Regions from separate parts of the Gossypium hirsutum genome. Here regions 1 and 3 are each linked to region 2. The links are chromatin contacts, called in public Hi-C maps. All regions are on one chromosome and are shown on one strand. The core of a region is the stretch at or near the end of the contact, and the rest is flanking DNA. Distances in the headings are between cores, read along the strand shown.

Region 1 (4,184 bases), core at 1,424-3,923, 100 kb before region 2:
TCTAAAATGTATATATTATAAAAAATAATATTTTATAAATTTGAAATTTCTAAACTTTTATTTCGAAGATTTGTTGAATTTTTTAATATATATTTTAATTTTTCGGTATAGTTTTGTTAAATTTATGTTCTTAAATTTGAATTTGAATTTTTATACATTTATAAATATTTTTTCTAAATAAATATAAATTTTAAAATTTTTATTTTTATTTTGAAATAAATGCGATTTTTATTGTGATGTGAAAACTTTTAACCGAAGATGATAATTTAAATATCACTTCAATCCCAAAGAAAAAAAAAGCAAAATAAAATTCGAAAAAGGTATAATTTAAATATTAATTCATCATTTAAACCTTTTAAAAAAATAAAAATAAAAGCATCGATAACAACAGCATAAAATAATCTGCCGTGTGTGGCATAGACGTCCCTAAAAAGTTGTATGGTTGGAAAAGCAACTGCAAATATCTTCAAATGTTTTATAATTTTAAGGTTAAATCCAAGAATTTATATCTAAATTATCCCTCTACGGAATATTTATATAAAAATTAAATATATTTTTAGTTGAAATAATAAAATTGAAGAAATCAAAGTCGAATTCAAATTTTATTATATGCATGTACCTTTTAGATTTTATATAAAAAATAAAAATATCTTTAAAAATAATATTTATTTCAGATAAAAATATTTTTAAATATTATTTGTTGTTTGGTATAAATAATAACTTTTTAGTAGAGTAATTATTCTGTCTAATATTAATAGAGTAAAAAATTCAACAAGTATATATAAACTAATGCCAAGCGTTTTTTTTAATTATTATTTTATTATACTCTACAAACAAATGACATCAATTTAGATAGATTTTTTTTTACTCCAGCAACAATATATAAAATAATTATATTTTTAAATAAATTTGGGATTAATTCATCATAGAAATTAAGTAAAATTTTTAAATAATAATAGTATGAGTAGATGTTTTTTTTCTTATTTGAATACAAAATTTATATTTTTACGACATTAAAATCGAAAATTATGATTTATTGTAATAACTATCACACCATATTCACTTATAATTAATTTTTTATATAAAATTTTAAAAAAAAATCTAATCTATGAGATTCATACAACAATGTCCTAGGTGTAACTAAAATAGATATTATATATAATAGCTTAAAATATGCTTTTAAGTACTTATTTTTTTTTGTATATTTGAAATTTAATTTTTTTATATTTTAAATTTTAAGTTTAATTGTTAATTCTATTTAAATTTTCTAATAAGTTCACTAATATGATATTTTAAAATAAAAAATATATTCACCAAAAAATCATTTATAACATTACATATTAGACAACAATTCATGCGTAATTTTGAATTTTATCCCTTTTATTAATGGTAACTAATTTTATGAATGAAACTTTAATTTAATAGTAGGGTTAAGATGTTTAGAATTTTGAAATCCCAAATTAAGATCCACTCTTTGTGTAAAACACATATAAATTTTTTTTAAAAATTTATTATAATTTAAATATTATCATGTGTGAGTTATATTTTAATTTTAAATTTATTCTTACTTGATAAGAATTTAATCTTAAATATAATTAATGGAATAATTATAATTTTTTAGGTTTGTAATTTATCCTCAAATTGGGGAAGGTGTCGGTGCCAAACTAATCTATGTGTACACCTAATATTCGTATATTTTGTTTAATTGGTACCAAATTTTGTATTTAATGAATAAAATTTATTTTATTTTGATGTTATTAATATTGGTTTTACAAGAAGATAGTATAATCCAAATGAAAGTGTGTATATCCTAAGAGCATAGGTAAATAAGTTTCCTAATTTAAAAGCACCGCAAGTCAAATCTCAAGTCACTACGTGTAATCACTGCAAATTAACAACACATCTTTATGAGTAATTAAAAATATATATCATTTCCATCATTTTATATTTTTATATCAACTTTTGAAAAATACTTACAAATTATAATATCTTCATTACATCAACTTTTATTATTATAGCTAAAGCCATATTAATCTTTCTTGTAAATTTATAATATAAATTTTTAATTTAATATTCTTAAAATACTCTTAATTAAATTAATGTCATGAGTTAATCAATATCAATTTATAGTTAAAAAAAGCTTAAAACATATTTTTATATAAAGATTTTTATCTTTTTATATAAAATCTTTAAATGAACACGTATTAGAATAACTAAAATCATTAAACCCATTTGTCCAATAACAATTTTATAAATCTTTAAGAAACAATTTTATAAAAGGTAAATTTTACTAATTTTCACTTAATTTGTTTGTCACATAACTATAAAAAGTTACAAAATAGTTATCGAATTTTTTAAATTTATTTTTTTTGGTCACCCAAATTACTCTGTGTAAAAATTAAGAGTTAAGTTTTTTAAAATAAACGCTAAATTACTACAAAATATAAATATTAATGATTAAAATTATTATGTCAATTTTAAAAACTGCCACTATTAATCAGTGATAAAATAATCTTAAAAAATTATCATATACTTCTATTTTTTAAATAGTTTACTATTATCTTTAACCACATTTATCAACCCTTGATCTTCAATCTAAAATCTCCAACCGTAACAAATAATTTCTCAATAAACAATGTGGTACTATAATAGTATAAATATCTGCCCACAGCTGTGTTTCCATCCCCAAGGCAGCGACCCATTCTGCTTGATATCGCGCTACTACATAGCCGGTCATTATCGTCGGGGATGCAAAAAGAACAGGTCATTATCGTCGGAGCGGGCCCTTCGGGGCTGGCCATGGCGGCTTGCCTTAACCACCACTCAATCCCATACATAATCCTTGAAAGAGAAGACTGTATCGCTTCTCTGTGGAAGAAATACGCCTACGACCGTCTCCACCTTCACTTAGACAAGCAATTCTGCGTGCTCCCTCACATGCCCTTCCCCGACTCTTACCCACGTTTCGTCTCCAGACAACAGTTCGTAAGCTACTTAGACGACTACGTTTCTCGTTTTAAGATCAGCCCTTTGTACCGTCGGACCGTCGAGTCAGCAGAGTTCGACGGAGAGACCGGGAAATGGATTGTTAAGGCCAGGAACTTGGGTTCTGGCGAGGTGGAGGAGTTGGAAGGGAGGTTCTTGGTGGTGGCTAGCGGTGAAACGAGCGACCCTTTTACGCCGGTGATTGAAGGGCTTAATACTTTCCCCGGCGATGTTCTTCATTCGACGCGGTTCAGAAATGGGAAGGCGTTTCAAAACCAGAAGGTTTTGGTTGTGGGGTCGGGGAATTCGGGCATGGAGATCGCTTTTGACCTTGCCAATCATGGTGCCCAAACTTCTTTAGTTGTTCGAAGCCCGGTAATTAACAAGTTGAACTTTGGTTCCATAGTCCTCGAATTTCACATAATTTATAATTTTATTAATTATTCTAATAAATTAATAGGATTATTTTTTTCAAATAATGTTGATATAAATCTTTTTGTGATGGAAGTTGTATCTTCAACTTGCTAATGATTTTATTAAAACTAAAATATTAAATAATGTGAAGGGGTCAACTAATGACTTGCCTTGATATCAAATCATTACCAAGGACTAAAACCATATTTAACTTGTAGTTGTTTGTAATGGTTGAAGTGATGAAACCGGTTAAATTACTTGCAATGGTTGATATGTTTTGCAGGTTCACGTTCTTTCAAGGGATATGATTTACTTGGGGTTAATTTTGGTGAAGTATATACGGGTAAACTTGGTGGACTCGTTAATGGTGATGCTTAGCAAGCTTGTTTATGGGGACTTGTCCAAGTACGGAATCTACAGGCCCAAGGAAGGTCCATTTTTCATGAAAGCTGCCTATGGAAAATACCCTATTACTGATATTGGTACATGTAAGAAGATCAAGTCCCAGGAGATTCGGGTAATATTATTGTCATTTTCTCTACCAATTACTATGTTACAACTTCCATTAAAAAAAATGAATTTTTAATTATTGTTGTACATATGGTCAAATCAATCGAACTGAAAATTGATAATATAACCGATTGATTGGTATTCTTGAAGGAAAAAAGGAAATGAGGGTACGAGGGTTTGTAACAATAACGTGAACAAAAAAAGTTGGTGATGTCATTTGCAATTAACAAAGGCCTTTCTTAATTTCCTTAAAACCTAAGAATCTCTGTTACATT
Region 2 (4,244 bases), core at 778-3,277:
CTATTACATCAAATATAACTAACTTAGATTGATTCAAAACAAAACACCTACTAGAATCTAGGAATACAAAACAAAATATCATAAAAATAGAGAATCGATTATGTAATCTAGTATGTATTCTTATAAAAAAAATACTTTAAGCTATAATTTTCATATTATTTTAACCATAGTATGTATTCTTATAAAAAAATACTTTAAGCTATAATTTTCATATTATTTTAACCAAAGAATAAGTTAACATGATTGAGTTCATTGATTAGAGTCGGGTATTTCTTATTTGCAAGGTTGTCAAGGAATTAATCTATAGGAGCTACTCTTAATGTTGTTGATTTGATAAGAGTAATTGTTAGACTTTTCTTGCAATTAATTTACGACTAGTCATTGATTAGACTCAATTAATTTAACGGGCTTAGAATGAAGTTAGAAATTATGAGCTAATCATCATAAATTCTGAAACTAACCTGGTACATGAGGGAAGAGCTTTTTTGATTTGGTTAAATCTATTTTATTTTAAAATATTATTTTACATGATTCTACATTTTATTTACTATTTTTGCAACCGTTTAAATACTATTTTTCTTTTAGCCAAAAGATATTTTAACAAATCTGATTATTTCTGTCTCAATGGGATTCACCTATCTTTTGATTTTAATATATTTTTAAGAGTAAAATAATTAATTTTGATGAATTCCACACTCATTACCTAACAAAAATTTATTCAAAAATAAACTTTATGGCTGTTCTTATAACTAACTTATTTATTAGCTTTTTATATAAATATAATTTCAATACGATTAGGTCATGTATCTGATAAAATCTAGTGTTGCATAAGATTCGATAAGCCAACCAACTTTTGTGTTTTGAGGTCTAACTGTATCATCCTTTCCGCTTACCCATTTTCAAGGCCCACTAGTTAGATGGGCTAATAATAGTTACATCCAATCTTTTTCTTAAGATTTTCATTATTTTTGTAGATTCCATAATTAGTAGTAAAAGTCCTACTAGTTGGATTTAAGCCCGATTTTTGCATTTTATTACCATAATTTATATTTATCTAAACCTGATTTAATTTGAAATATGATTTATATTTATAAATGATTAATTTAAGCTTATTTTAAATCTATTCATATTATTATTTTTAATTTAATAATTTAATAATTTTATTTTTTTATATTTATTTAAAATTTATATATAAGTAATTTATTATCTTTTTAATGTTCACATTATAGTATTATATATTACTATAAAGATTAAAATATGCCATAAGTCCCTATACTAATCATAAATTTAAAATTTAGTCCTTATACTTTCATTTTTAGGAATCTAGCTCATTTACATTTTAGATTTCAAAATTCAGGTCCAACTCTTAACACTAAGATTATTTTTTTTAATTCATGTTCTTACAACATCATGCTTTTAGTTACACTACTACTAAGTTTTTTTTTTAAATTTCAAAATATCACACAAATAAATTTAACAAAAAAATTAGCAACGTTAATAATTGAACTTGAATTTTGAAATCTGAAAAGTATAGAGACAAAATTCTAAATTTGTGAAAAGTATAGAAACTTATGACATATTTTAAGCTACTATAAATTTAACTTTTATGTGTTATAAATTACATGATAGATACAAATAATATAATGTAATAAGGTTCATATTTGGTACATTGACAGTTTATTTTTTTTATTCCATAAGCAGTCTTAAAAAATTTATAATGTCTTTTTTTAATATTTTACTATACTTCTATTGAACACTTGTTATGTTTCTAACTTACTCGTGGAGCCTAAAAATTTCACTAGTAGTAGAATAAATATTTCTCAATGTAGTATATTAAAAACAAAAAAATAAGTCGAATTAAACTGAGTTTAGAGTCTTAAATATTCAAACTCAAACCCGAAATACTCTTGTATACGATCCGACGGACTTGTGGGCGTTGACTCCTTTTGTTAGCAGTGAGTATCCTACCCATTTTGTCTCACAATTGTGGGGTTTGGTTCCTTAGGTTTCTCACTGACAAACATGGTCTCCGATTGGATCCCTTTCCATTTGGGAACTAGAGTTTGCCCATGTTGTTTGGAGCTGAGCTCTTGGGCCATTTGAACATTTGTTTTCCACTTATTATATATCGTTTTTGGGTTTTTTAGTCTTGGACTGTTCCTATTCTACTAATAAATAACTGGGCAAACTATACCAATTATCTTTAAATTTTTATTAAAATCAAATTTTAGTTATTTAACTTTTAAAAGTTACATAATTATCATTAAAGTTATCAAAATATTATATTTTGGTCACTTATCCGTTAACCTCCCGTTAAGAGGATGATGTGACACGTTAATTTAAAGAGTTAATAATCAATTTAGCCTTTGAACTATAACTAAAATATCATTTTGATGCTTTTAAAGTTTTTCTTAATAATAATTCTAAAAAATTTAAAGGGTAAACTACTCAGATAGTCACCCAAGTTTTAACGTGTTCTTATTTTGGTCACCAATTTTTTGTTGTTGTTAATTTAGTCACCCTATTAGGTTAATTGTCATTTCTAGTCACTCCACCATTAAAATGTCTTGGTTACTAAACAAAATGTTGACATGGCAATCTTTTGATTTATATAATAAATTTAGCCTTTTAACACCTTACATACTCTGTCAATTTATTCTTAATTCTAAAAATTTCAACAAATTTAACCCTCAATATAAGCACATTTTGTCAATTTAGTTTAAATTAAAAAAATAGAACTTGAAAATATATCAAATTTATTATGAAAAGACATAAAAATATAAATTATTAAATATATATATATAAATTAACATAAAGGCTTAAATATGAATTTGGCTAAGGGATTTAAATCAATATTTCTTGAATTTTTAACAAAATATTTTAGGAATTCAACAAATTTTACCTTCAATTTCTCTTAAATTTTTTGAACAAATATTTCCTTTTCATCTTTAAACCCCATCAAGCTAAACGAGTCATTTGAATTAATTTTTTTGAATCAATCACTACCAAATCCAACCAGCACCATGATCAAACAGTTGGTTGAGGGATTCAAATAAGAAAGCCTTGACTTATAGAAACATCACAAGTTTTATTTTGGTGGCAAAGTGTAGGGCTCTGAGGGATTTAAATGCTTAAGGCTAAGTGGTGCTTCATGATCGTTTTTCCTCATTAAGAAAAATGTGAAATTGAGTTTGAGCGTGTCTATATAAAAAAATTGACTTTGGGTGTGGATTTAACGATGAATGCTCGATGACGAAGTGATGATGGATTTTTGGGTCTGGTAAAGTTGGGTATAGATTTGATATGATATTTAAGATTGTAAGGTTTGGTAGGAGTATTAGAACAATGGGAAGCCTAAAGATGAAGGGATGAGCGTTGTTTTACAAAGTTTATCCCTTTTGTTTGGTTGACCAGAAAATCTGGTAATAGGAAAGAAAATTTTGAACATTTTTTCTTGTAATTTTTTAATCGCAATGTTGTGCAGTTGAATATATCAAATGTAGGAGCATTTTTTGAGTTTTCATGGTTTTGAATTATAACTAAGGAAACTTTACTTACTTCGATTTTGGGTTTTGATTTTTTTTAATGTTTTATATTTTTTAATATCTTATTTATATATATTTTTAAATTTTTTAGAATTAGGACCAAATGGCAATTAAACATTTATGTAATGTTATATATTTTTTAATATTTTATATTTTTATGTCTTTTTGTAATAAATTATATATTTTTCAAGTTTTTAAAATTATAAAGTTTTTGAATTTGGACTAAATTGATAAAATGTGCAAACATTAAGGGTTAAATTTATTGAAATTTTCTAGAATTAGGACCAACTTGACAGGATATATAAAGTGTTAAGGGCTAAATTTGTTATTATAGCAATCAAAAGACTACCACATCAGCTTTCGTTCAGTGACTAAGGCATTTTGACGGTAGAGTAACTAAAAATGACAATTAATCTAATGGAAGTCACTAAATTAACAAAAAGAATTAATTGACCAAAATACGAACACATTAAAACTTAGGTGACAAGTAGTTTACCCTTGAAATTTTTTAGAATTGTTATTAATTTTTTTTTGAAAGTATCAAATTGATATTTTAGTTATAGTTGAAGTGCTAAGTTAGTTATTAACCTAAGTTTTAAAAATTAAGTAATAAAAAATATAGGGAGAGTTTAGCCTAAATAAATTATGGTTGTTAAAAAAGAAGCGTTGTCCAGCTGATGTAACTCAACTTCATCTTCA
Region 3 (4,369 bases), core at 1,701-4,200, 90 kb after region 2:
TAAAAACATAATAATAAAAATATACCTATACAAAAAAAAATTGATACAATGATAAAAGAAATCAATCAAAATTTGTGCCACATCAGGGTGGTCAATGATTGCATATCAGATTCCTTATTGGTTCAACCTCTAGTTGGGGTTTTGGTCTCAGTAGGTTATCTTTTTCGCCTTTGGTTGATTACGATTTTTGCATCCTCGATTGCCACTGTGCATCTTTCGGTCTAGGAATAGGTGGTTGGGAAGATGATTCACCTTGGTAGAACAATAATCTCGGAGGTGTTTGCATTACAAACGGTGAATAAGTATAACTATGTTGTATCCCATACACCGATGGCATAACGAGTGGACTCTCGTTCGGTACCTGAAACATAAACAACCTATACGTCGTCATCGTTGGAAATAGAGATGGCATGGGTGTGTAATACATCGAGGACGGAGCTCCAAAAATAAAACTTGGGATAACAGTAGAAGCAAAAAATGTGGTGGAATATATGATGCTTGTGTTAAAAATGGTAGGGTTAGTATACGCACCAGAATAAGACGGTTTATACTGACCAGTGAGTGGTACAACAATTAGTGGTGCAATTTTCGGTGCCGATTCTTGCGTAGTTACTGATGATGGACCCCCCTCGTCAGTCCTTGGATGTATAGAGGCTTGTTGTGGCCTCCTCGTATGCAATTTTCGACCCCTTGCCTCTTCCCCGTACAAGTATCGCTTACCATGGATCCTAAACCATGGCATGTACTCTAGAGCTAACTTCGGAACAATAATAGCCTCGCGAGTAAGTAAGAAATCGTACCTATTATTCCACATGTTGATATATTAGGCGTAGAATACCAGTCAATTCTCATCCGTCTACTCTCACAAGTTGATACGATGCAGATCATCAACGTCTTAAGGTGCCACGGGAATCGATTGTCAGAACTCAAACTGCTGCAACACTCTATCCGACTCGTGCATCTCGACAGTAGCATACACTACCAATGACACCTTCACGTGCTAGATGTTCAGATTCACAAAGAATTCCTCAGTAATGCATTCTCAAATTGTCGAATCCTCATTTGGTGTCCATTCAAACTATATTAAAATAATCAAAACTTTAGTTATACATATATACTACAAAATATCTAATCAACTACTTTAATTAATACAATATAATTTAAACTTAAATAAATTCACACATTCGTTTCCAATAGAAGTCATATTTCTCACAGCTCATTCGATAATCCTATGTAACTCAACCCATGGTTCCACCTATTGAAATAATTTGTTAGCATAATATTATTTAAATTAATTTTATTATGGACATCATATCATCTGATGAATTTTACCTTGTTACGAGTGAGAATGTGTATAGGTAGTCCACTCGAGGACAGTAAAAATGGCAATTGGTACCGCACCCATGATTGCAATAGTAGAATGCAAACACCAATTTTAATTTTATGTGATTGCATCGCTCGACACATTTCCCAGTATTATATCGCCAACACAACGGACCCCCAACTGAGTTCTTAGTTGACAAGTTTCAGCAGCGACATTAGATGGAGAGATTTTGTGACTTATCTAGAATTAGGATACCCCCGATAATTTGAAGGATGTACGCCCGAACGTGTCGTTCTCTTTTGACTTCAACTAAATCCTCATCTAGCCCTTCGTAGTTTCTTCTTAACCAACTCATTTTGGTCCTACCTCATAAATTGTCTCCAAAACCAAACCCTAAAGTTCATCGTATGCACCTCTCCAATCGGCCACGTGAATTGACCCAGTGACTACTGACTCATCCACCGATAACCGCAACTGTAACTACACGTCCTCTAAAGTGATAGTACACTCACCGCATGAAAGATAAAATGTATGCATCTCCGGTCTCCATCTTTTCACCAACACACTTACGAGTGTTGGGTCCAACTTACACCCCCAACCTACAAAGGCCATGTGCGAAAAATCGGCTTCCCTCAAGTATAGTTCAATCAAGGGTGATTGAGGAGTCGGTAGATTACGGATATAACACTCCAAAATTTGATCTTTCGCACATTTACGAAAAAAAATTAAATTTAAATATAACAATGAAATAAAAAAAATTAAACATTGAAATATATCAAAAAATATTCTTACCACTTGCAATTGATCAACGAAAATGTGCTTGTCATCAAAATGGATTAGAGATCCATCCATTTCTAATTTTGAAAAATAAGAATTAATTTTTAATAAAAATTTATTTGCAAAAATATTAAGATAATTTTGATAAAAAATATAATTTAGAGAGAAATAAAATTGAAGTAAGAATTTAACAGAGAATTTGATAAATTTCTTAGAGTGATTTGTGAATTTTGAGAGATATATGAGTGAAATTTGTGGAAATAAAGTAAGGGGGTTTTATAGGGTTTCGAAAAATGTAGTTGTTGGGGGTGATGAGTGCCAACGGCTATTTTAATTAGCTGTGGGGAAAGTAGCCATTGGGGGGTTGCTATTGGGGAAAATGCTTCCAACTGGAAGCGCTTTTAAATGAGTTGGCAAAAACGCGTTCTACTTAGAGTATTTTACTAGCAACACGATAAAAGCGTTTCTAGTTGGAAACATTTTTTTACATTTCACCTGAAAATATTTCCAGCTAAAAGTGTTTTCATTAATCAATTTATTCTTGTAAATTTCTCAAAAATTAACCTAATAAAGTAATTTTTAAAAAGTATTTTATTCTTTAAATAAAACAAAAAAAGAAACTGCCATAATAATAATAATAAATATAATTAGGAACGTGGGGTTCTAGAAGATTTGATATTTATGTGATTGTTAAGCTTCTAGAAGGGTGGGACCTGGCCTACTCTGGTCTGAACTGTGATTCTATCAATATCAACCGTTGCGTTAGCGTATATTTATCTCCTTCTAGAAACCAAAATTTTCTTTTTCATTATAATAAAATTTTCCAATGCGTCAAACACGGTAGCAATAGCAATAGTAGCCCACCCTTCCCTCCTTCTATTTTATTTATTTTTTAATTATTACTTATGAAACTTTCTGATGTATATAGCAAAGGCTTAAATAACCCAAAGTCAGTACCAATAAAAATTTTCTTTTGAATTTCCGTTTTGTTTTTTGCGGTTTGGTAATTACAGGTTATTAATGGGTATCCGAAGAAGAAGAAGTAAAGTTGTTGACGTGTCTTCTTTCTTGCTCTTCGAGGCCACCGGCGATTCGGAATCTGGTTGTAGTTCCGATCCAGCCATGGTTGACATCAGTCACGATGATGATGGTGATGATGATGATGCCGAGTCATGTAGCTGTGATATTGCACCTGATGTTGTTCATGGTGTTGGAGAGGTTGGTGGTAGCTTAAAAAACAAATTTGCAAATGTTGTTGAAGGTGTCAATGATGAAGATGATGACGACGATGACGATGGGGTGGTGGAGCAAAAGGAGGTTCAATTGTATAAAAAAAGTTGCAGGGATGATCAACGTATTAAAGGAGTTGGTGTGGGGAAAGAAAAGAAATCCTCTTCATCAGCTGAAAACTCAAACTCAAGCGAAACCATGAATGAGATGGAAAAGAACAGGCTTTTTTGGGAAACTTGTTTGGCTTCCTAGAAAATCTGGGTTTTCTTCCTTTTTTGGTTCTTATTTTTTTTTTCTCGCTAGCTAAACAAGCATTCATCAGTCGTCTTTTTCTTTTTGTTACATATCACCATATTTTTTAGTTCTTTCGCCTCTTAGGTTTTTCGTTATTTTTTAAAAAATTGAAATTGATGCTAATTGTAAATATATAAACATGATTTTATAAGGAAAAGAAAATCAAATGAATCAATAGATGATTATTTCTTTCATAAATTTAATTTTGCAGTTAATAAAGTTTGCTGCAAATCTGAAATGGAGAGGTGGAGCAGCCAGGCAATGAATATTTCTGGCATTTTCTGATATGGATTCAAATTATGAATAAATGTAACAAAAATGCAGTAAGTTTTAGATTTACTTTCTTTCTTTTTTTTTTCTTTTTTTGATAATGGTGTGTGATAAATATAAATATTTGTAAATATTGATAAAAATATCTATTGGTATCAAAAACTAAAATTGAAGTTATTTATTTGGTTACACTAAAAAAAAAAAGTGAAACATTTGGTTAATCTAAACATATGAATTGGGAGTGGGTAGTAATTTGAATTTAAGTGACATTAGATTTTATTATTGTTTTATAAAATGGGGAGAGTGATTAGAATTGAACCCCAACTCTAAAATCACATAATTCCCAAAATTTACATGCCTTCTTTATAGTGTTTTGGTTAATAGAATTGGAAGCAGAATATAGGTTAAAAAAGACAAAATCACCTTATTATTTTAATAAATCTTTTCAACTTTATACATTTTTTTATTATTATT

The links. A called contact is a pair of places that touch in the nucleus more often than the background predicts.
Region 1: a Hi-C map of leaf shows a contact between it and region 2, with 5 times the contacts expected there. The contact joins the promoter of LOC121204573 here to the enhancer-like site in region 2. A contact is called at or near these places in 5 of 34 Hi-C or Micro-C datasets (callus, leaf and seedling).
Region 3: a Hi-C map of leaf shows a contact between it and region 2, with 2.7 times the contacts expected there. The contact joins the promoter of LOC107947889 here to the enhancer-like site in region 2. A contact is called at or near these places in 8 of 34 Hi-C or Micro-C datasets (hypocotyl, leaf and petal).

Annotation. Positions count from the first base shown.
Region 1 is chrA08:93,104,477-93,108,660 of Gossypium_hirsutum_v2.1, reverse strand. It overlaps LOC121204573 (probable indole-3-pyruvate monooxygenase YUCCA10), which reads left to right and starts at 2,673. Exons shown (of 4, transcript XM_041074651.1): 1 at 2,673-3,360; 2 at 3,683-3,916. The coding sequence starts at 2,749.
Region 2 is chrA08:93,003,179-93,007,422 of Gossypium_hirsutum_v2.1, reverse strand. No RefSeq gene overlaps it. Among protein-coding and RNA genes, the nearest start is that of LOC121205238, 36 kb to the right of the region's middle. Within about 2 kb of position 2,027, at least 2 of the 9 cell types and tissues checked have an H3K27ac peak or open chromatin away from gene starts, as enhancers often do. A contact at or near this core is called in hypocotyl and leaf, where this site is marked.
Region 3 is chrA08:92,913,788-92,918,156 of Gossypium_hirsutum_v2.1, reverse strand. LOC107947889 reads left to right here and starts at 2,950. Exons shown (of 1, transcript XM_016882395.2): 1 at 2,950-3,964. The coding sequence starts at 3,122. The coding sequence ends at 3,583.